Linked DNA regions of Mus musculus: regions 2, 3, 4 and 5 are each linked to region 1. The links are chromatin contacts, called in public Hi-C and promoter capture Hi-C maps. All regions are on one chromosome and are shown on one strand. Each heading gives the region's core, a stretch centred on a gene start, on an enhancer-like site or on the middle of the called end of the contact. The rest is flanking DNA. Distances are from core to core; before and after follow the strand shown.

What was found. Promoter capture Hi-C pulls out the DNA fragments that hold promoters and counts their contacts. A called contact is a pair of places that touch in the nucleus more often than the background predicts.
Region 2: a contact with region 1 is called in a promoter capture Hi-C map of hippocampal neurons, with 4 times the contacts expected there. The contact joins two enhancer-like sites. A contact is called at or near these places in 7 of 39 promoter capture datasets (the 3T3-L1 cell line, the C10 cell line, embryonic stem cells and 4 more), 1 of 484 Hi-C or Micro-C datasets (cerebral cortex) and 1 of 115 datasets of contacts at active chromatin or transcription factors (stem cell-derived neural progenitor cells).
Region 3: a contact with region 1 is called in a promoter capture Hi-C map of hippocampal neurons, with 5 times the contacts expected there. The contact joins the promoter of N4bp1 here to the enhancer-like site in region 1. A contact is called at or near these places in 7 of 39 promoter capture datasets (3T3-L1-derived adipocytes, the HPC-7 cell line, hippocampal neurons and 3 more), 2 of 15 datasets of contacts at CTCF or cohesin (CD8 T cells and the NIH/3T3 cell line), 6 of 484 Hi-C or Micro-C datasets (CD8 T cells, cerebral cortex, double positive thymocytes and 2 more) and 7 of 115 datasets of contacts at active chromatin or transcription factors (embryonic hindbrain, embryonic stem cells, kidney and 1 more).
Region 4: a Hi-C map of cerebellum shows a contact between it and region 1, with 2.2 times the contacts expected there. The contact joins two enhancer-like sites. A contact is called at or near these places in 9 of 39 promoter capture datasets (the 3T3-L1 cell line, the C10 cell line, the HPC-7 cell line and 4 more), 3 of 15 datasets of contacts at CTCF or cohesin (the NIH/3T3 cell line, large pre-B cells and pro-B cells), 5 of 484 Hi-C or Micro-C datasets (the HL-1 cell line, cerebellum, cortical neurons and 1 more), 1 of 115 datasets of contacts at active chromatin or transcription factors (embryonic stem cells) and 1 of 9 other capture datasets (adipose tissue).
Region 5: a Hi-C map of cerebral cortex shows a contact between it and region 1, with 2.9 times the contacts expected there. The contact joins two enhancer-like sites. A contact is called at or near these places in 12 of 39 promoter capture datasets (the 3T3-L1 cell line, the C10 cell line, the HPC-7 cell line and 6 more), 1 of 15 datasets of contacts at CTCF or cohesin (pro-B cells), 6 of 484 Hi-C or Micro-C datasets (cerebellar granule neurons, cerebellum, cerebral cortex and 2 more) and 4 of 115 datasets of contacts at active chromatin or transcription factors (embryonic stem cells, fibro-adipogenic progenitors, forebrain and 1 more).

The regions. Positions count from the first base shown.
Region 1 is chr8:86,582,137-86,586,749 of GRCm38.p6, forward strand. No RefSeq gene overlaps it. Among named protein-coding and RNA genes, the nearest start is that of Abcc12, 18 kb to the left of the region's middle. Within about 2 kb of position 3,160, at least 93 of the 459 cell types and tissues checked have an H3K27ac peak or open chromatin away from gene starts, as enhancers often do. A contact at or near this core is called in CD8 T cells, cerebellum, cerebral cortex and 2 more, where this site is marked.
Region 2 is chr8:86,274,287-86,278,542 of GRCm38.p6, forward strand. No RefSeq gene overlaps it. Among named protein-coding and RNA genes, the nearest start is that of Gm33687, 3.4 kb to the right of the region's middle. Within about 2 kb of position 1,640, at least 31 of the 459 cell types and tissues checked have an H3K27ac peak or open chromatin away from gene starts, as enhancers often do. A contact at or near this core is called in cerebral cortex and hippocampal neurons, where this site is marked.
Region 3 is chr8:86,882,207-86,886,537 of GRCm38.p6, forward strand. It overlaps N4bp1 (NEDD4 binding protein 1), which reads right to left and starts at 3,052. Exons shown (of 7, transcript NM_030563.2): 1 at 2,616-3,052. The coding sequence starts at 2,813.
Region 4 is chr8:86,223,483-86,228,188 of GRCm38.p6, forward strand. No RefSeq gene overlaps it. Among named protein-coding and RNA genes, the nearest start is that of Gm33577, 15 kb to the left of the region's middle. Within about 2 kb of position 1,554, at least 5 of the 459 cell types and tissues checked have an H3K27ac peak or open chromatin away from gene starts, as enhancers often do. A contact at or near this core is called in cerebellum, where this site is marked.
Region 5 is chr8:86,200,770-86,205,086 of GRCm38.p6, forward strand. The region is part of intron 3 of Gm33632 (a long non-coding RNA gene); the gene reads left to right. Among named protein-coding and RNA genes, the nearest start is that of Gm33577, 8.3 kb to the right of the region's middle. Within about 2 kb of position 1,297, at least 24 of the 459 cell types and tissues checked have an H3K27ac peak or open chromatin away from gene starts, as enhancers often do. A contact at or near this core is called in cerebral cortex, where this site is marked.

The DNA of each region.
Region 1 (4,613 bases), core at 1,910-4,409:
ACTTCAAGAGAATCATGCTGGATGTGGGAAGGTTCTCTTTACAGGTGCTGGGAGTACCTCGCTTCTTGTGCCTCCCTCCCTTCTCTATGAATGCAAATCGCTGCTAATAATATCGCTTGACATTTATAAAACCCTTTTCTTGATCTTCACAACAGCCTCAGGATGCCTCCTAAGCCCAGCCAGACTCCTTTTCAAAGTCTTCCAAACAGACCCAGATATGGCAAGCTTACCAAAGGAGGATGCCCAATTTGCCTCCATCTTCATTCGAGGCCAAGCACAGATGGATTTCTACTAAGACAGTATTTTGGTGCTACATCAATTGGATCTTGAGGTCAGATTCTGGAGCAGAATGATACAGAGGGGGCGTGGATCTCTGAATAAAGGAGCAGAAGAGATGAGCTCCCACCTCACTCAGTATCTGAGCGCATCCAAGATCAGGGAGCAGAGGCTCAGATAAATGAGCACGCCTGGGAGAGTGAGAGATGAGCACGCACTGCAGAATGAGAAGAACAGTCAGGCATCCTTGCTATAGCCTGGCATGGTGGCACACTCCTATATCAGCAAGAAGGACTGAACCAGGCAGGAAGATTATTAGTTTGAGGCTAACCTGGGATACAAAGCAAGATGAAAGAAGAAAGAAGGAGAGGGAGGGAGAGAGGCAGGGAGGAAGGGAGGGAGGGAGGGAGGCAGGGAGGAAGGGAAACAGGGAGACAGGGAGACAGGGAGACAGGGAGACAGGGAGACAGGGAGGGAGGGAGGGAGGGAGGGAGGGAGGGAGGGAGGGAGGGAGGGAGGGAGGGAGGGAGGGAGGGAGGGAGGGAGGGAGGGTAGGAGACAGGAAGGCAGGAAGGCTGAGAGGCAGGAAGACATGGAGACAGGGAGGGAGGAAAGCAGGGAGGGAGGGAGGGAGGGAGGGAGGGAAAGAGGAAAGGAGGGAGGAAGGGAGGCAGGGAAAAAAGAAGAAAGCAAGAGTAGAAGGAAGGAAGGAAGGAAGGAAGGAAGGAAGGAAGGAAGGAAGGAAGGAAGGAAGGACGGAAGGAAACTTTGCTATATTTTCTCATTCTTTTAAAAATTCTAAATGTAGGGGCTAGTGAGATGGCTCAGCGGGTAAGAGCACTGACTGCTCTTCCTAAGGTCCTGAGTTCAAATCCCAGCAACCACATGGTGGCTCACAACCACCTGTAATGAGATCTGATGCCCTCTTCTGGTGTGTCTGAAGACAGCTACAGTGTACTTATGTATAGTAATAAATAAATCTAATAAATAAATAAATAAATAAATAAATAAATAAATAAATAAGGTACCATGTGCAAAACACACAGCATTTTTTTTTAAAAATTCTAAATGTATACTGCTAATCTAAAGATACTAAACCCAGGGCTGGTGAGATGGCTCAGCGGTTAAGAGCATCGACTGCTCTTGCTAAGGTCCTGAGTTCAAGTCCCAGCAACCACATGGTGGCTCACAACCATCTGTAATGAGATCTGACGCCCTCTTCTGGAGTGTCTGAAGACAGCTACAGTGTACTTACATATAATAAATAAATAAATAAATAAATAAATAAATATTAAAAAAATACTAAACCCAAAGATGGCTGAAGTAAAAGATTTGTCAACTGCTAGATACGCTATCCATAAAAAGGCCAGGTCCTGGACCAGTGTCTGCAAATTCCCAGTAGCAGGCTAAGCAGCCCCCTGGAAAATGTACTCCATGGAGCAGAGTTGGGGGCTGGCTTTATTTATTTATTTATTTATTTAGCCTTGGAGAAGGGAACCCTGACTGACACTCACCTCACCTCACCCAGCCCAACCCCCAGCTACAGACACAAGGGGTGGCTGACACAGAATAAGAAGCTTGGAGCAGGACATGGGTCCTTAGAGCTACATCCCCCATATTGGATGTTTGCCTGTCCCTCTGGTCCTTTCTTCTTCTGTCTTAGATCAAAGTGCAGACAAGTCTGTTCAAAGCCAGTGATGGGGTTCTGAGCCAGACACCCCTCCTGCCAGAGTGAGGATCCCTCTATCAGAATAAATGTTATTTATTTATATCAGATAAATGTTGTTATTAATCTGTTCCCATGCCGTGGGCCTCTTTGATTCTCCAGTGTATTTTCAAAACCTTTTTTTTAATGTCCAAGACACGATATGTAGAATTACAGATAACCAATTAAACTAAAAGAGTGCTATGTTAAAAACAAGGCAGGATATTATGAAACATAATCTACTGTGTTGACGCTCTAAGTAACATAATCTAGAAGGAGGTCTAATGACCACCAAGAGTCCAAAGCATCAATACACGTGAGGTTTGTGAAAACTGGGGCAACCAAATGAGATTTGAGAACGCCCATTGATGCCGCCATCCTCGTGAAGGTCGTGGATATGATGTATTTGATTACCTCCATTATGATAAAGGGAAAATGCTAAATTTCCATTAGTAAAAATAATGACATTTTTTTCTGTTCTAGCCCACAGGCACATGGACGACAGACAGGTCAGCTCTCAGACTGGTAATCTGTAAGGTTGCTTCTAACACAAATTATCTAGATGAGACAAGGGGATGTGTATAAAATGTGTTAGGACGTCAGTTTTGTTTTGTTTTGTTTTGTTTCTGGCAAGCCCCCGCTGACCTAGAACTCTGTAGACCAGGCTAGCCTCAAACTCAGAGATCTGCCTGCCTTTGCCTCCTAAGTGCTGTGAGTAAAGGCTCTTGCCACCAGCCCTATGTAAGAATTTGACAGTCTGAAGAGTTGGCACCAGAGTATCACATAGGTGGAAACTGCTTTTGTTCTGAGAACTGTCTGTTAGTCATAGTGGCCCATACATATACCCAGCCACATGAAAGGTTAGAACTGGAGCTACAAGTTCAAGGCCAGCTTGGACCACATAGTGAGTTTGAAACCAGCCACTGCAGAGTGGCTTTAATAAATTTGCTCTGAGTGATTTAGCTGCTGCTGACTTTGAAAATAATCCCAGAAATAGAGATTGATGGAAGAGATCGGGGCTGGGGAGGTAGGTGGAGTCCTGTGGATCGGTGGCAGTAGCCTCTTTCCCATCCTCTGACTCAGGGATCTGCGTTTTTCTGTCCGGATTCCGTGTAGATCACTGCAGTTTTGAGTCTACGGAGCCTTCCTGCATTACTAGGAAGAACCTGCCATCTGCTGGCCAGCTTGAGTAAAACATGAGGACCCTCCTGAAGGATGATGGCTGTTTGGGGAGGGCGTTCTGGTACAAAGGCCATTGCCACAAAATAGGTCTGGGAGGGACAGATATTTTCTATTAACAACTCTGGACTTGGAAGAAGCCGGATAGGATGGCACTTAGAAGGGCCCTTCGATTGCTCTTTGGGACTCCGAAAGTAACGAAAGGGGATAAAAGATTGAAGAAAAAAAAAAAAGTAACAGGGAAAATAGCTATTGAGAGAGAGAGAATGAGGATTTACAGTCAAAAAATACCCCACAAAAAGAAACAGGTGTCACTGGAGACGCCTCCGGGCGGAAGAAGATGAGAACATTTCCCCGCCTTCGGTGTAGACCGTGTTCTTCGGTTCTGAGATCGCATCGCCCTCAGGCAAAACTGTTCCTTCTGCACTGAACGTTCTTCCGACCCCATCCTTCTTATCTAAGTAAATGTTTGTTTGCTGCCGCTCTAGGGAATCTGCAGCAAGTCCGCTGGGCAAGCGAGCTCTATGGAAGCTCAGCTCAGCTCTTTGTCGACACCTCCTGGCACTGCTCTGGAACTGCCTGCTGACTTGTTTACTGCTTACTTCGTGTCTCCAGAGATCAAAACCCCCAGGCAGGGTATCATTTAAAGGCAGCTCTATCCTACTGTGAAAAACTATGCGAGACTATTAGCTTACTGGATTCATTTTTCTTGTGGAATTTTGAGGAACTTGGTGATCACAATTTGAAAACAAATAAAAATGCGTTGACACATTTTTTCCCCTAGAGATCTTCTGCCTAGAAGTTGAAAATCATTTCTTTTTCTATTTCAATATCTGCCAACACCCTTGAGGGGCCTGCCGGCATCCATAGCCTGCTCATAGCAAAAGCCTCGCGATTCTAGAGAGGGAACCCCTCCATTCAGTCCATGTGACTTGGAGCTGATCCTGTCCTCCCACACAGGAGTGACTGGGCCTGGCAAATCCAACTTCTAATAGCTTAACATGCTTGGTTCAGAGATGAGCATATGACTGAGCTAACCCAATGAGAAAATACCCTACTTTGAAACCTTGACTGAGAATTTCTGAACTTGGTAGGCCATGGTCCTGGAGCTTGTGGTCATTTGGTGCCGCCAGAAAGTGGAAAGTGGCCAGAAGTAAAGCCAGAGGTAAGACGGTGTCTACAAGATCAACATTCTTTCTGTACTGGCTCCAACCCAGAACTTTTACTGGACTTCCCCATTCCATTCCATGAGCCATAGCTACTGGGAAGACTTTTATAAAGAACATATTTTAGACAGTAGCTATCCCAGTGTCCAGTTAAATAGGAAGAATAAGGGAAGATGAAGGTTGGGGGTCAATTAACGTTTTGTCTCTAGGAATGTCCCTTACTCTCAGTGTACTGTGGGGAGCAGAACGCCACCCTCCCTTTCTCTTTCTCTCTCTCTCAGATGTAT
Region 2 (4,256 bases), core at 390-2,889, 310 kb before region 1:
AGTTTGCTGGGGAACTTCTCAGCCTTGCCTTCTGTTCTTGCTACTTCAGTCCATGCCTGTTGGTGGCTCTGTATGGCTCAGCCACTCCATGTGAGCAATGAATGTTTAATCCCAGCTCAGTCACTCAACACTTAATTCTTCCTCTTTGTGATGTAGGATATGTGATCACCGTGTGAACCCCAAGATTGTGAACTGGATAAACCTTGTTGTGGTGTGGCTCAGCCCTAGCACATGGCTTTAATCCAAGACCTTTCTGTAAACAAGAACTCAATAAAGTCAACGATAGACCAAGAGGCAGATTAAGCAACCAATTGTCAGGGAGTGAGCATAAGAAAACCCAGGAAAGAGAAGGAGAGTCTCTGAGTTGAAGGGTATAAAGACAGAGTGCAGAAGGAGGAGGGGCTTTTCCTTCTGGGACACCAGTGGAGTGGGAAGGTCAGCTGGGTACTTTCTCTGACTCTGTGAGCTAGCCGGCTTCCACCACAGCATCTGGCTTCTGTGCCTTCACTGATAAATCGAACGTTTGGGATTCTGTTTTTGTTTTTGTTTTTGTTTTGTTTTGTTTTGTTTGTTTTTAATGAGGATTAAGCAGTTTATTTTATATTCAGTCTACAAGACCCGGCATGCGGTAAACCCATGTCTCACTTATAAGAGGCAATGAAATCATAATTAAAAACAATGTGCCTTGTGCCATATGATTTTTTTATTTTCTTTATTTACAGTTCAAATTTTAATCCCCTCTCCTAGTTTCCCCTCTGAAAACCCCCTATCCCATCCCACCTCCCCCTGTTCACCAACCCACCCACTCTCACTTCCCTGTCCTGCCATCCCCCTACACTGGGGAATAGAGCCTTCTCAGGACCAAGGGCCTCTTCTCCCACTGATGTCCAACAAGCCCAACCTCTGCTACATAGGCAGCTGGAGCCATGGGTCCCTCCATGTGTACTTTTGGTTGGTGGTTTACTCCTTGGGAGCCCTGGGGGTACTAGTTGGTTCATATTGTTGTCCCTCCTATGGGGCTGCAAACCCCTTCAGCTCCTTTGGGTCCTTTTCTAGTTCCTCCATTGGGGACCCTGTGCTCAGTCCAATGATTGGCTGCAAGCATCCACCTCTGTATTTGTCAGGCACTGGCAGAGCCTCTCAGGAGAGAGCCATATCAGGCTCCTGTCAGCAAGCACTTGTTGGCATCCACAATAGTGTCTGGGTTTGGTGGGGATTTTGTTTTTTAAGAACAGCATCTGTGCCTCAGTTTCCTCACCTTTAGGAAAGTTAACTAATAAGAGAATCTTGCCTAGTATTTACAATGGTGATTACTTCTTTTTTATTTTATGTTTTTATTATTTTACTCTTTTGCTTTTGAGAGAGTTTCACTCTAACATAGGCTAACTTAGAATCCCATCAACAACCCAGACTGGCTTAGAACTTCCTCAGTAGTCCAGGCTGGCCTCCAATTCCTGCTATTTTTGCCTTTGCTTCCCAAGAGCTGAGGTTACAGGTGGCTGCGTCTATACCAGACCCAGTGTGGGTTTTAATTTTAACTGATCAGAGATGCGTGGGGGCTAGAGAGTAGAGCAGGGCTTGTGGTTCCTGTGGGCTTGGAGCAGAGCAGGGCTGGCGGTTCCTGCTCACAGTGGCTGAGGATGAGTCAGAGAGATGAGAGGCATAAATAGCTCCTGTCTGTCAGCTCTTCCCTGACTCTACCCAGTCCGCAGACCTGTCCACCCCTTTCCTCCACCTCATTCCCAAAGGCACTCCTTTGGCTCATCTGTAAATCCTAACCAAGCCCTGTAAGCAAGTGTATTAATAATAATTCCTCCAGTAAATAGGAATTGAGTGTTCCCTGGGTATTGGAGGAGGAAGTCCTATTGTGAATATGAAATGGAAAATGTTTAGCGTGTTGTTGAGAGTAACTGGGTTTTTCTCGGCTCTTGGGGGGAGGGGGCTTTTAAATCAAGAGTTAGGATGATAGATGCTTGCAGTCACCCAAAACTTCTACCGAGTAAGTGACCTTCCAGTTCTTGTCTGGCAGAGTTGAAGAATGGAATGATTGTACCACGGAGGTGATCTTTAAAAAGAGTATTTTATTATAGAAAGCTTCAGAGACAGAAAGATGCAAAGCTCCTACAGCAAGAGCAGGTCCCTGGGAGTGGGTACCACTGTGGGTTGCAGCCTTCCAGTTAGTAATGCTTCGTATGGATGAGCTGGCCAGCCCAGCTTTGGCTCCAGGTGTCTAAGTGCCTCTTGGTTTCAGTCAGTCCTCATTTATGATTCCAAGGGAAGGGGTCTTCATTTAGAGGAAAGAGATGAGGAAACACCAGAACCTGTTCTTTCTTCCTTTCTGACATCCCTGTTCTCTGGCCAGGGCAGGACCAAAGACATTCCAGCTAAACACTTCTGGCATTTCAGGCCTCAGGAAAGGATGGAGTTGCCCATGGTGTCAAGGATATTTCCAGCTTTTAGCTGAAGAAAGAATCCATTCCTTTTGTAGGGCCCCTTACTTTGAAATGCCCAGCCACTTCTGGTCTGCTGTTCTCAATAGATAATGTCAGTTAATAAAACTCTGGGAATGGCCTTATCTCCCTGAAATAGCAAAGGAGAGACAGAAAAATAAACAAAACCAAACCACACAAATGATGTGTATGGTACTGTCAGGACCTCTGACTCCCACCCACCAGGAGCACAGATATTCTTGTACATTGTAATATAGGGGACAGACAACAGGTTTGCCCTGTTTGGTCTTTTTCAGTGCAACAGTTATAAATTGAACATGTTCCTGTCAGCCTTGAGCCAGTGGGCACTGACAATGTCAAAAAAAATATGTGCTATACAAAAAGCAAAATAAGATATAAAAAAGTGGGCACAGAGCTGGTGTGCTGGATAATCTTAACTTTGTAAGGGTCCATGAGTCACTGAAGAGTGATACCCCAGCAGAATGGAAAGCAAACAGAACACAGGTCATCAGCTTGGATCCATGATTTGACTTTGAGTTGTTCTTTTTTTTAAATTTTATTTTATTTATTACGTATTTTCCTCAATTACATTTCCAATGCTATCCCAAAAGTCCCCCATACCCTCCCCCCCACTTCCCTACCCACCCATTCCCATTTTTTTTGGCCCTGGCGTTCCCCTGTACTGGGGCATATAAAGTTTGTGTGTCCAATGGGCCTCTCTTTCCAGTGATGGCCAACTAGGCCATCTTTTGATACATATGTAGCTAGAGTCAAGAGCTCCGGGTTACTGGTTAGTTCATAATGTTGTTACACCTACAGGGTTGCAGATCTCTTTAGCTCCTTGGGTACTTTCTCTAGCTCCTCCATTGGGGGCCCTGTGATCCATCCAACAGCTGACTGTGAGCATCCACTTATGTGTTTGCTAGGCCCCGGCATAGTCTCACAAGAGACAGCTATATCTGGGTCCTTTCAGCAAAATCTTGCTAGTGTATGCAATGGTGTCAGCGTTTGGAAGCTGATTATGGGGTGGATCCCCAGATAAGGCAGCCTCTAGATGGTCCATCCTTTTGTTGCTCCCAGAGACTTCTCTTAAAACCCCTCTCCAAGCAGAGGCTGGTCAGATGGCACTGTGGGGATGGGAGATTCCACACACAGGTCTGTTTCCTGCAATCTGGAGGTGGGAGATACTGCTGGGTTTGGAATGTGGATCTCCTCCTTAGAAGCTTCCACTGGTGTTACAGGTCAAATCAATGCTCCTATCCAGAGCTTCTCTGTCCATCTGAGCCTTTCAGGTCATTAACTCCCCAGGAAGGTAGCATGTCCATTCTGTCAGTATGTGACTGTCCCAAACCCTAAATGAACTGTCTCAAATGTTCATTAGTATTTTAATAATAATAAGTTAATACACACAAGGCACTAGGCAAGCACACAGTTTAGAATGATGTGACATCCTGTAAGATTTGGAGAGTACCCTCATGACACAGAGGATGAAATGGAGCGGAGAGACGTGTGTCTGCTCTGAAAATCTGGGTTGCTGGGCAGTTTCCCAAGAGCAGCTGGAGGAAAGCACCCAGCTGTGTTGGAACACCATTACTTGATTCCCAACCCTTTCCCTCACAACCCCGTACACTCAAAAGCAGTAGCAAGAGGCCCTGGTCCCAACAGAAGAGGAGTCAAGTTGCCCACCAGGCCCACTGATTATACAGTTATGCCAGTGGCAAGGAATAGGGTAGGCTGAGTTGGGAGCACAGTCCCTTAGCCTGTCACTGGAGTCAAGGTTCACAGGCCGGGCTCACCACCTAGACA
Region 3 (4,331 bases), core at 1,802-4,301, 300 kb after region 1:
ACTCCCGTTTTCTTTTTTGGCACCAGGATTGAAGTTTCAAAGCACTCTACCACTGAGCTGGGCCCTCGTTCCCTTATTTTATGAGAGGTTAAAGAGGCAAGCGCAACATGTGCCGGGCTGGGGGTGCAGCTCCACAGAAGCGTCTACCTAGCAGGTACAAGGCTCTGGCCTTGGTCCCCTGCACTTCCAAGAAGAAAAACTTTGGCTTGTGAGGCTGGGTTCCTCTGTGTCGCCTAGGCTGGCCTCACACCACCACCTTCATGCCTTGGCCTCCAGAGTTCTGGGACTATGGTAAGTTCCACCATGACCACCTGGCTAAACTTTTCTTTGCTGTATTTTCCCTTCAGTGACATTTCTACTTACACCAAGTTAATAGTTTTCTTTTCCTCAAAAAAAAAAAAAAAAAAAAAAAAGTAAAAAGTAAAAAGTAAAACAAACTGCCGGTGAGTGTTGCAGTCAACTCCTACCATAAATCTCAAGGGAAAGGAAAAGGGATTTCTTTTAGGCGGGAAGGTTACATTATGAGTAATACATGTTAAGATTAAGATAAGCTGGCAGGTGACATTACTATTACCAATACACCATACGTCACACCCTTCCCATCAGCTGTGTCAAGCTTTGTGGCACTGACAGACAGAGAGAACCGGGGTGGAAGGACTGGTGGAGGCATGGCTTTCCTGTAAACCGAGGGAAGCATCTTCCACCTCTGGGGTGTCCTCAAAAAAAGCGGCAGCAGGAAGGGTCCAAAACACAGCCAGGACAGGAGAGAGTAGCCTGCTGTGAAAGTCTAAGAGAGCGGCTACCAGAGCCATTATAAACAAGATGCCTGTAACCTAGGGGCAGAAGGACCAGTGATCCAAGGCCAGCCAGTCACCACAGCAAGCTTGTCTCACACAGTTCCGAGAGTTCAGACTGACAGGAAGTCCCTACCAGGTTCCAGGGTGCAAGAAGGAGTTTTTGAAGAAGGCTGACTTTGAATAGAGAGTGAACCAGGAGCCCAGAGGCAGGGAATGAGAAGCAGCCAAGCTGGAAGGGACTCCAGCAGAAGCAAAGGTCTTAACCAAGGCGAAGGCCAGGGAGAGGAGAGGGGTGAGTGCCTGGTGGACACTTAAAAGTGACAAGCCTCAGGCATGTTTTAGCTCTGGGTAGTAAGAGAGTGGGCGGCGCAAGGAGCTAAGCACAGGGGAACCAACTTGGTCCAACACCAACAGGTTCAACCCCCACACTGTCAAGAATCACACAAATAAGCACCTTACAGCCTACACATGGTAAACATTTCTTTTTTTAAATTAAATCGACACCTGGAGCTACAACCTCTTAAAGAGTAATGTGAAATTTGTGATGTAGGATAGAAAAAGAAAGTCTCCCCAGAGCTGAACTGTTTAACAAGCATCGCTGGGGCTGGAGAGATGGCTCAGCGGTTTAAAGCACTGACTGCTCTTCCAGAGATCCTGAGTTCAATTCCCAGCACCCATATGGTGGCTCACAACCATCTATAAAGGCATCTGACAACTTCATCTGGTGTGTCTGAAGACAGCTACAGTGTACTCACATACATAAATAAATAAATCTTTAAAAAAACAAAAACAAAACATCGCCCATGTGGTTTCTAGAAACAAATTCTGGTGCCTGATAGGTGGAAGAGTTTGGGAAAAGGTGGGTAGAAGATGTTCAGGAAGCTCCAAACAGGGGGCTTTAAGACATTGGTGACTTCAAACCAAGAGGGGCAGAGAGGGGCATTCTCCTAAGTTCCCAGATCTGACCCTCGAAACACCAAAGAGGAAACAATACCTTATTCCTCAACTTCCTACTCCTCCCCGGGAGCTTAAGATGCTATACAATACACCTTCAGCCTTCTCCCACCCACGGCTTGGAGGACTCTCTTGCATAGAAGCAATTAAATTGCCCGTTCTCCTGGCAACCTGTCGACTAACCTGGCTATTTCACTGACTCAATGAGATTTTAGAGGCATAAGCGCCTCCGCGGTCAAATTTTGCTGTTTTCTGACAAGGGGGAGGGGCTGATGGCGGTGCTGAATCTGAAATACTGATTATACACAAGGTGAGTCACCGCTTAGTTTCAGTTTCTCCAGTTGTTCATTTAATAGAAGGAACAAGCCCTATCAAAACGTATTCGCCGGATTTTTAAAGCCTGCGTATTCCTTTTGTGGTACTCGGCGGAATGTCAGAAGTGTAACAACCATCATTTAATCGTAGAACACCAACACTACAGGAATAATATTTTTAACGCAGCTACCAAATATTCTACCTCTGAAGCGTCTGGTCATTACATGCGTTCCCTTCCTGATTTCCTAGAGGTTCAGGCCTAAGATTCCCAAAGGGTTTAGAAGCCCTGGAGTGGCGGCCTGGAGGGTGAAGACCAACCAGGAGCATCGAGCCTTGCGCACATCCAAGGGACCAGCGGACGGAGGGAGCGCGAGCCCGCTCAGCGCGCGTGCTCCGGGGCCTGATGGCTCTGCGTTCTGCGCACTTCGCGAGGGACCAGTCAGGGAGATGCTTTCGCAGCGCCCTTTACAAACAGGGACCCCGAGGCTCCCAGGACGGACCCGCTCCGAGCGCCCCGCGCGCGGCCCGTGCGAGCCAGGCCGGACTCACCTTGGCGCTGTGCACCGCCTCCTGCGCGCCGCGGAGTTGCAGCCAGATACGCGCGGGCAGCGGCTCCTCCGCCCCGAGGGCGCCGAGCACGGCCAAGCCCACCCCGAACAGAGCCTCGATGCGCCCGCGGCTCCGCTCCAGCAGCGCCGCCTTCTCCGCGGGCGCCGTGAACTCATCCAGCACCACCCGGGCCGCCATGGCGGGCGCGGCCTCCCGGGGCGCCGGGGGCCAGCGGCGGCGACGCCCCCTCAGCGTGCCGCCGCTGCACCGAGCCGCTCAGGAGGCGTGGGCCGTGCCGGCCTCCTCGCCCGCCCGCAGGCCCCGCTACACCATCACGACACGGCCGCCGCAGCTTAGCAACTGCGGGCAGAGACTCCCCGCCACCCCGCTGCCCCGCTGCCCCGCTGCCCCGCCACGGCCGCCGCCGCCGCCGCCACAGCCGCCACGCATGCGCTCAGCCCGCCGCCGTTGTGGAAACTCGCCGCCCCGTCGCGAAGGGTGCGTTGGTAGGCTGAGGGCAACGGAAGTCGACGCCACACGCTGTCACCATGTTGACCGTGGGCAAGCGTCGGCAGGCGAGGCCTGGGCGGCCATATTTGATAAGGGCCTGATGCCTTTGGGCATCTAGTAGAAGGATTTTACATTGATAGGCAAATGGTGATTCTTTTCCTTCTTTTTACTTCCTTCCTTTCCCCTTTTTACTTACTTCAGAAAAAAAAGAAAAATCGTAACAGGAAAAGAAAATGGGACAACCAGTAAAGAATTAAAAGGCCAAATTGCTGGTCTAGTGTCAATTACTGTCATCCCACTGGGGTGGGAGAATGAGGTAGGCAGATAGTCATTTGCTGAAGGCAAGCCTGAGCTACATAATTCCAAACCAGTTTGAGCTATAAAGTGAAACCTTGTCTCAAAAACCAAACAAGAGCTGTTTCGGTGGAGTGCTTATTGGGTATCATAAGGACTGGGAGTTTGATTTGGCTATCATCACTCCAGGAAAGAGAACAGATCTTCAACCCCAGCTCCAGCTGAGACCTGAGGGCTTGCTGGCTTGCAGCTTAGCTAACAAAAGGCAAAAGGGGAGCCACAGATCCAGGGAGAAACTCAATCTTAAAGGAGTAGATGACATTGTAGAGGAGATCACCCAAAGGCCCCTCTGGCCTCTGCTTAGAGAGAGAGGTGCTTACCATCACACACTTATGCCCATACATTCCACACAAGTATATGCATAACTCTAAAATAAATCTATTTTTTAAAAAGTTGGGCATGGTGTCATAAGCCTAAAATTGTGGTAGCACTTAGATAGTTGAGACCAGAGTCAATCAAACAAAAAACCAAATACCTTCTTCTAATGGCGTGGCCAAGTGAGCAGTTTCTTTACTGTACCTCTGGCATACAGGAAAGGGGAAAGGCAATTTCAGTAGAGTTATGTGTGTTATGTGAGGGGCAAAAATAATAGGGATCATACTGTGGGACTAGGGCAAATAAACCAAACCCTTCTTCTGGCCTGTGTTTCTGTTAAGTCAAAGGCATCACTTGATTCCAATGCTTCCCAGATGTAAGCTTTCTTCTTCTTTTTAATTATTTATTCACTTTATGTATATGAGTACACTGTAGCTGTCTTTGGACACACCAGAAGAGGGCATTGAATCCCACTACAGATGGTTGTGAGCCACCGTGTGGTTGCTGGGAGTTGAACTCAGGACCTCTGGAAGAGCA
Region 4 (4,706 bases), core at 304-2,803, 360 kb before region 1:
TCCCGCCTGCCTCTGCACTGGGATACCAGGCATACATTACTGTACCCAGCATGTTTTGTGCATGGTGAACATGTGAACTCAGGTGAGCTCACCTGCACAGTGACCATCTTTACTGACTGAGCTTTCTCCCCAAACCAGTGTTTTGAATATGGTTACGCTTTGTAACCCATGGTGACCTCAGACTCATAATCCTCCTGTCTCAGCTACTCGAGTTCTGTGAGTACAGATGTGCTCCACCACTCTGGGTGCCCAAACTAAGCTTTGACATGAGAAAATCTTGACCTTACTCTGAGACTTGAGGACAGGGCAGGTTCTGGGGACTTCTTGTCACACAGTTCCCCTACTCTGCTGTCTGCTCCCAGTCTTCTTAGTTTCAAGTCCAGGCTGAGCTCATGCCGGAGAGGAAGAAAGACAGAAACACAATGTGGTTTCTGAAACCAGTTCTTTGCTTATTTATTGCATCTGTAGTCTATAACACTTTTAAACTGTTTTTGTCACATATGTCATTACTTTTCAAGGGACACGGGAAGATTGCTTGCTGAGGTGGTTTGAATATGCTTGGCCAATGGGAATGGCACTATTAGGAGGTGTGACCTTGTTGGAATAGGTGTGGCCTTGTTGGAGAAAGTATGTCACCGTGAGGGTGAGCTTTGAGGTCCTATGCTAAAGCTCTGCCCAGTGTGGAAGACAGTCTTTTCCTGACTGCCTTCCCATCAACAGGTAGAACTCTCAGCTCCTTCTCCAGCACCATGTCTGGCTGCATGCTGTCATGCTTCCTACCATGATGATAATGGACTGAACCTCTGAAACTGTAAGCCAGCCCCCATTAAACCCTTACCTTTATATGAGTTGCCTTGGTCATGGTGTCTCTTCACAGCAATGGAAACCCTAACTAAGACAGTTGCTAATCTCTTTTTTGAGTTGGTGACTGCTGCAGGAAAGTAATGCCTATGGGGTTTCTTTAGATCAGGGCTCAGTATACTATCATTTAAATGGCCAGATAACAAATAGGGTAAGCTTTGTAGCTCTTTGTTCAGCTATTCTTTCACAGCAGAAAAGCTGAAAAACATGCCTGTGTGCCACTAAAACTTTATTTACAAAGCAGTGACAGGTTGGATTTGGCTCCCAGTACAACATTTTCCAATTCCACCTTATTCTGTCTTAAACTATGCATGACAAAACATTAAAATATTTGTGTGCAAAGTTTTATATGGCAATTTCTTTATGGTATACCATAAAGCAGTGAGATTCTAATTATGAGATCCTGACATCACATATTTTGTGAAGCCAATAGCCATTCGACAACAGTAATTACTTGATAAAAATAAACTTCTATATGAGTGAGCTAGAATATTTAGCAATTATTTTTAAAGTGTTTGAGATGATAGGTAGTCTCTGTGAACACTTTGATTAAAATTTTTTAATTTTTCCTGAAATATTTAGGCTGACTGGTGAGGCTTAGCTTGGGATTCGGGTATCATACTGGCAGGCCTGTTCTCCTGTTTCAAGAGCCAATAATCAAGAAACTCCAGCCATCTGCTCTGTGCCCGGGGCTGGGCAGGTGTGATTCAGGGAGCAACAGTCCTGCTTTCAAAGAGCCATGGTCTCCAAGGGTTACCAGAGCCAGTTCTCCCCTTTGCTGCTATCACGTCTGTTTCCATGGAAATGGGCACCTCCAAAGCTAAAACAAGGTACCTGAAGTTTCAAAACAGTGATTGTTTGGACTCTTTCAGTTTCTATGGAAATCACCGTTAGCAATCAAGGAGCAGTGTTTGGATCCTGACTGTTTTCATCCCTGAGATAGGACGCCAGATTTTATATAGCAGTCTTATCTATTAAAAAAATTTAGGTGTGATAATCATACCTGACTCATAGGAACATCACAGGGATGAAATTAGGTCCTGCAGGTACAACACTTAGCACAGGGCTTGGCGCTGGAGAACCCACCGTATTAGTAAAAACAACTGGGAAATTGTAAATGTTGTACAGGTATAAAAATGAGGTCACAGAGAGTGAGAGACCACAGGTAGAATGTTTCTACTGAAAAGTGAGAGAACAGAGGCAAAATGATCTGCCTGCCACATTCTCAGCAATTTAGAAACACAAAGAGAAATGGGCAGGACACTGTAACTGGGGTCCTTATTTGCGAACTCAAATTATTTTTTTATCTTTGTAAGGTGATTTTTAGATTCCACTTTCAACTTCAGCTTCTGTTAGTACACACAGCCCTATCTCGCTACATTTATGTGTGTGTGTTTAATTTTTTATGCTCTAGAGGATCTCAAAGAGAACGTAGGCATGGGTTTCCTGGGGGCAAAAAGCTGCTTTGGATATATGCAAAATAAAATGATGCCTCTTTGTGCAGTGAATAGAGCCTTATGTGTTCTTGGTTCTGGGTTTGTTATTCTGGGAAAGACTGGCACTGTCCCTACCCTCTCCCTCTCTCCAGGATGGAGCTAAGAGGCCAACTCCAGGTGTTGGTACTAATGACACTTGTCTTCCTTTCGTATGTTGGAGATAACAGAACCATCCAGGCCTGGAGACATGATACAGCCACTGCAGCAACAGGCTCTAGGAAAGCTAAGTATTGTAGCCTGAAGAAATGGGTTTGTTTTGCTTGCCCTTACTGGAATCAGATGCACTCTGTTTGCCTATTCTTCTTAGCTGGAGGAACCTTTTCTTTACCTGGGATGGCTGTTCTTGGTTGTCAACTTGACTACATCTGGACTAAAACTCCAAAAGTGTCTGTGAGGGTCTTCTTTTTCTTAATTTGCAGGAAGAAAATCCATTTTTAATCAGATTTTTTTGAGTTAGGAAGATGAGTGACATTAATGTGAGTCTTGAGGTAGGAAGACATGCCTTTAGTCTGGGCCACACCTTTTCCTGGAACCCGATATAAGGACACGGAAGAAGAAAGCTTCTGCTCTTTGCCTGCTTGTTTTGGCCTTGATAGCAGGTTCATTCCTTCACTGGCATTAGAGCCTACTTTGAGACTTTTGCATACACTGACATCCAGCCTCATCGACTAAGCAACTACTGGATTCCTGGACTTTCTGTTCATAGCCAGCCATTGTTGGGTTAGCTGAATTGCAGCCTGTAAGTCATTCTAACAAATCCCCTGTGTGTGTGTGTGTGTGTGTGTGTGTGTGTGTGTGTGTTCATTCTATAGGTTCTGTTACTAGAGATAGGTTCTGTTACTAGAGATAGGTTCTGTTACTAGAGAAACCTGACTAATACATCTGATCCTCTCTTCTTACTCTCATCATAATGAAACACAATTAAAGGACTTTAAAATGGGATTCCTATTGTGACACAGAAATGAGAAGATTGTTGAAAACATTTCCAACTGGTGGCAATGTACTCTCTTTCTGAAGGACTCTAAGGCAGAACATTTCAAACCCCTAGTGGTGTCTATGCCGTTGCATTCACTGGTTCCTCTTCTGGGAACTTATCCTGAGGAAATAATCCAGCATGTTTACAAAGATCCCCCTTGAATTATATTTTTTTCCATCTTTGGAGGAAAACCTACAGGGTATTGAATAGGTTTGTGCCTCACAATATGCTTATAGGCATGGGACTGTGCAACTCTGAAGATGATTACAATTTTTTGACAAAAACATTCTTGTGTCATATTTAGTTTTTTTAATCAAGAGTTTTGTTAAAATATAGTCTATTCATATTTGTTATAATAGAAACATATAATGTGAATAAGAAATAGGTCTAGGGAGATGGCTTAGTGGGTTAAATCTTTGCTATGCAGGAATGATGTCCTAAGTTTGATACATAGATTCTGTACAAAAAGCCAGGCATGGTAGCATGTACCTGTGAGCTCAGTGCTGGGCAGAGGCAAGGGGAACTCTGGGGTTCAGTGGATAGCCAGTCTAGCCAAAGCCTTAAGTCCCAACCTTATCTACAAACATGGTAAAGAGTGTTTGGGGAAGATATTTCAATATGAAACTCTCTTATGTTGTTGCCAGCACATGTGTGCACACATGTATAACACACACACACACACACACACACACACACACACACACACACACAGAGAGAGAGAGAGAGAGAGAGAGAGAGAGAGAGAATAAAATAAAATGAATCATACCAACAAGAGGATCATAATTTATTGTGAAGCTAATGTCTAGATATAAGAAATGTGGGAAAACCTCAAGCCAGGTCACCCATTCCCTTTCACCACCACAGCTAGGCCCTCTGCCTTCTCTGAGGTAACAGTGACATTGGTCTAGGTGTACTAAACCTTTAATGCAACCTTCTCTGCTGTTCTTATGGCCTTCTCATTTTTTAATGTATCTCTACAATAGCATATGTATGTGTATTCATGCACCCAGAAACATTTTAAAAGAAAAATGAAACTTTAAATAAAGATACCATCTTATGCCCATCAGGGCAGAATATATATATATATATATATACATATATAAAACAATTCATGCAATAACACTGTTTGCTAGGATGTGAGAAAGGAGTGGAGACTGTTGCAGTATTTCTAGAAAAAAAGTGTTAATTAACAACTACTTTAGAAACTGACTTTGTAGAGCTAAGGGTGCCTCTTTTTAACTCGGTGGTGACGATTCTAAGTGCATAAACTAGAGGAGCTCTCATGAGCAGACGTAGACAGGCCAAGGGACAGGACAGTAAAACTCAGAAACAAAGTAAACATCTGTGGAGAAATGGGCGCAGTAGTTAAATTA
Region 5 (4,317 bases), core at 47-2,546, 380 kb before region 1:
GTAGTTGCTCATTTGAGACAGTGAAGGCTGAAAGGGTCAAGTGTACAACACTGAGGAGTTTGTCCCCAGTGGTTCCTTCCTGGCAACCCCCTGCCTTGCTTTGAAGAGGTGTGTGTCTGTGGTGCCCCACTGGGGGGTGAGCATAACCTACAGAAAGGGTGGTGAAGCTTCATTAGAAGGTGAGGGCTTCCTAACTTTCTCTCCTCTTTAGAGTCTCATGCTGGTCTATTGTCTCCAGCACATTCAGGGACCTTGCCTCTTGGTCCCAACACAACACCTTCTCTTGATAGAACCTAGTGGGGAAACCCCCACTCAATTCTCGATTCGGCGGGCACCCAAAGAATCACGACATGCATCCCACACAGGAGATAACGGATGTCAGCCACGAGACTCGAAAGCTAGGGGTTTTTATGGGGTAAGGGACTTAGGGGTGTGGAACTCAGCATAGCAACACACTATTGGGTTATTCAAACATCAGCAGAAAAATTACATGTACATGCAGGGTGTCAGAGTTCTGTGAGTTGTTGACTCAGTTCAGATAGCCCTGTTATGTCCTCACATTCCTCTTTATCTTTAAGGTTAAGCTGTTCCCAGGAATGTTTTAACTACGGGGCATACCTGGGTTTGTTTTTCTTTTTTCTCAGCCCCAAGCAGCCTCTAGGCTCACAAACAACCAGCAATTTCTGAGTACTTTATATGACTTACAGGTCTTGAAATTTCATCTTTCTTTCACTCTCTAGCATTTTCTTCACCTTCTATGTCTTTACACACACTCCTCTTCACATTGTAGAACGTTTTCCAGGTTCCTCAACTCATTATTTTATGGATTTGGTTTGTTAAGTTTATGGATTCACTCCTCAGGCAGACACTGTAATCAAGTCAAGACTGACTGTTAGAAGTCCTGACTGCCCTCTAAGCAGCTATATACAATATGCTGTGCTCTAAGTCAAGGAGGGCAACCTTAGATCTCTTCCAAACTGCAGAATAGTTGCCATTTTGCCAAGTCCTCTAAGAATTAGATGTGGATTCCAGCTCACCTTGCCAACTAAAACAGCATAAGATTTTACCAAAAAGCCACATTTTTTTTTCATTTTGGTAGAGAGTCACACAGACATTTAAAAGTGCTTAGAGACTGGGGTGGAGTAGGATGTCTACCCTCCCTGTTATATTTAGCAGAAGAACATTTCTTTGCCAAAGTCTGTTTCCAAAATCTCATCACTTTCGGAGAAAGTGAAACCCTGCCCCCAGAAGCAGCCTGTGGACGTTACTGCTCTCTGACTCATCCTCAAAGCTGGAACACCTAGATGGGCAGACTCAGTGTTACGATCCTGAATTAAGTCCCAGCGTGCTCCTACAGCATGGTGCAGCAGGAACTCACAGGCATGACTTAGATACATTTCAATAATTTCCAACTATGGGAATGCTTGTTTCATGTTCTTTTATTACCAACTTCTAAGAATGGAAGCTGGCCAAGACTGCACTATTAGCAGGCAGGGAGTAAGGTCTCAGAGTCTGAATTTAGCAGCGCTTGGCTCCATGGCTGACACTCTCTCCTCACTCTTTTCCATCACTGACCTTGGAAACTTTATTCGCCCTTGAGCACCCATGTGTTCCTGCTGTGTAAAATGCTTCTGCCTGGGTTCAGAGCCCCGGGCAGATGCCCAGCACTTTCACTGTCAACTGAGAGGGAATGAGAGAAAAGGTTATAATCAGCACATTCCAATGAAGATGCTACCGATGTTGAAAATGTTTGCATTTTAAAAGAAGAACCTGAAGAGTTTCACGTAAATTTCTAAGTAGGTCAGTCAACAGATCAGAAATAATATGTAAATATATGTATTTGTATATATACTTATATATGACATATATGATATATATATGCACACATATATGCATATATACATATATGTGTAACATGATCACACACACACACACACACACACACACACACACACATTTGATCATATTATTCCCCAGTTGGCTTCTCATTACACATTATATAAGTTGAGGTTCTTACACCGTGCCCCAGGGCTTACCAGCACCCAGGCAGATAGTCACCAAAGTCAAGGGCTCTATCACACTCCACTCTCTACTTTCATCAACATTTTATTGCTGTTCTGTTGTTCATTGTCTCTTCTACTAGGATGTTAACTCCACTGGTGGAGTGGAGGTGTTTTGTCTGCCTTAGCCACTTCCTATGCTGCACTCTGGTTCTATACCATTGTATCCACTAACGATTGTAAAGTGGGTGTTGTCAAAGGAGAAAGGTCTTAGTCTTTGTGAAAACAGGGTGAAGAGGAGGGAACTCAGGCTAGGGAACAGCTCTGGAGGCAAATTACCTCGTCCCTTCGCTCCTGCTTCTCACCCTTTGCTGGAGCTGTGTCTGAGGGCTGAGATGCTGTGTCTGCTCTCAGCAAGGGTGCTTGGAGGAGAGGGCTCAGTAAGCTGCTCTGCCAATCCTCGTGGCTGTGCTGTACTGCAGGACTCTGTTTGGGTCATGCACTTATGAAGCAATGGACTGATTGTGGTGAGGAGCTAGCAAAATCAGGAAGAAAGATCTCCTCACTACTGTTGAAAATATGAGTTGCTACATGCAGCTACTCCCACTAGTGGCTCAGCCTCCTGTGCCCCCTGCGCCCCAAGCTCATGCGCAATGCGCAGTGTCAGTACAGGCTGCCTACTCGAACCCACCGCAGCTAGAAGGAGCAGGTACTCACGGAAGTAACTGCCTGGACTCACTCTCCAGTCACTTTAACAAAATGCATCCTTGCGTTAATTGATGTACTTCTTCAGAGCTGCTTTTAACTCTCTTCCCTCCTATTTGGCTTTGTTGAGATGAGTTTTCCTATTCAACTGAGCAACCTGCTGTTACCATTGCTGAGACCAGGTTTTTCTTTTTCTTCTTTTCTTTTTACAAGCAATTGAGCAGAAATAACGGTTCCACAGCCTTCCTCTTCTTTGATGCCACGGGGAGATTTATTGACTTCAAAACTCTTTTCACGCATTTCTTATCCCTTTTCCTCAGAGTTTCACAGACTACATAAGGAAGCTGTTCTCTCTCCCCTCACTTTATAGATTAAAAAATTCTTGGCTCAAACTGAAGAAAAAAAAAAGGCTTTCCTCTTATGAGAATTTTTCTCCTTTCCTTGAATGCCTCTTAGCGAAAGTTTTTTACACATGCAAACAAAGTTAAACAATGAAAGGAAAGAAATGACTCTGTGAGTTCACAATATTTATAGCTACTATTCATGTTTCTGCAAACACCTCTTGATAAGAAGATACATAATATGAATGCATAATACATGTGTTTACAGCCTTTTGTCCCAAAGATTATTAGGCATATTTTCCTGTTAATAAATATACTTCTCATATATATATATTTCAAAACAGGTCTAGGATACAGTTTAAGGTTTGTACCATGATTTATGATGAATTTTCTGTCGGTCATTTAGATAATTTCTAGAGTCTTTGTGATTAAAACCAATATTGTGGTGAGAATGCCTGCAGCTGAATCAGGTACACATTCTCCTTTATTTATTCCAGTCCATTCTTGGAGTTAGAATTGCTGGCTCACACATTTAAGGTCTTTTGATCCATGATGCTAAATAGACAGTTTGTATTCCCACTAGCAGCCCCCTTTCATCTGTATTCTTCTACTCTGGATATTATCATTTTACAGCTTTTTTTTCTTTCATTTTATGGGTAAGCCTGGTATCCTGTTGTTTAATGTACCTTTCATGCATGAATGCTTAGGTTGGGTATCTTTTTATTTTTGGCCCCTGGAATTTTGCCTTTCCCCTCGTGTCCTTGCCTATTTTTCTGGCTGAGAATCAAGACCTCAATATGAACCCCTACTGTTTCCCCTCAGGCCACCAGTGTTGTCATTTCTGCTTGTGACAGTCAATGCTTGAGATGCTCTGTTGCGTCACAGCCTCCTGCTCACTCCGACCACATCTGAGAACTAGCCGGGACAAATCCTGGAGTCCATACTGTAGAGGGAGTTGAGGCATGTTGAGATGGAGGGACTTGCTGTGGACAGATCCCTAAGCCATGACCATTTTGTACAATGCTCCCTCAGGAGTCTTCTAGGAAAACAATCTAATAAGCTAATCACACTGATGTTTAATGACTCTCATAACTTATTATCTTTGCCAGAGTTATTTGCATTTAAATAGAGAAACCTGAGGCAATCGTTACTTAATGTGCCCTGTCAAGCCAGGGAAAAGAACTATTTTAGGGCCTGGAGTCTTCCTGCACGTTAAATCACACCATGGAAGCCTACCTGCTCCACCTATGGGTGGTCCTGGCACTTCTCAA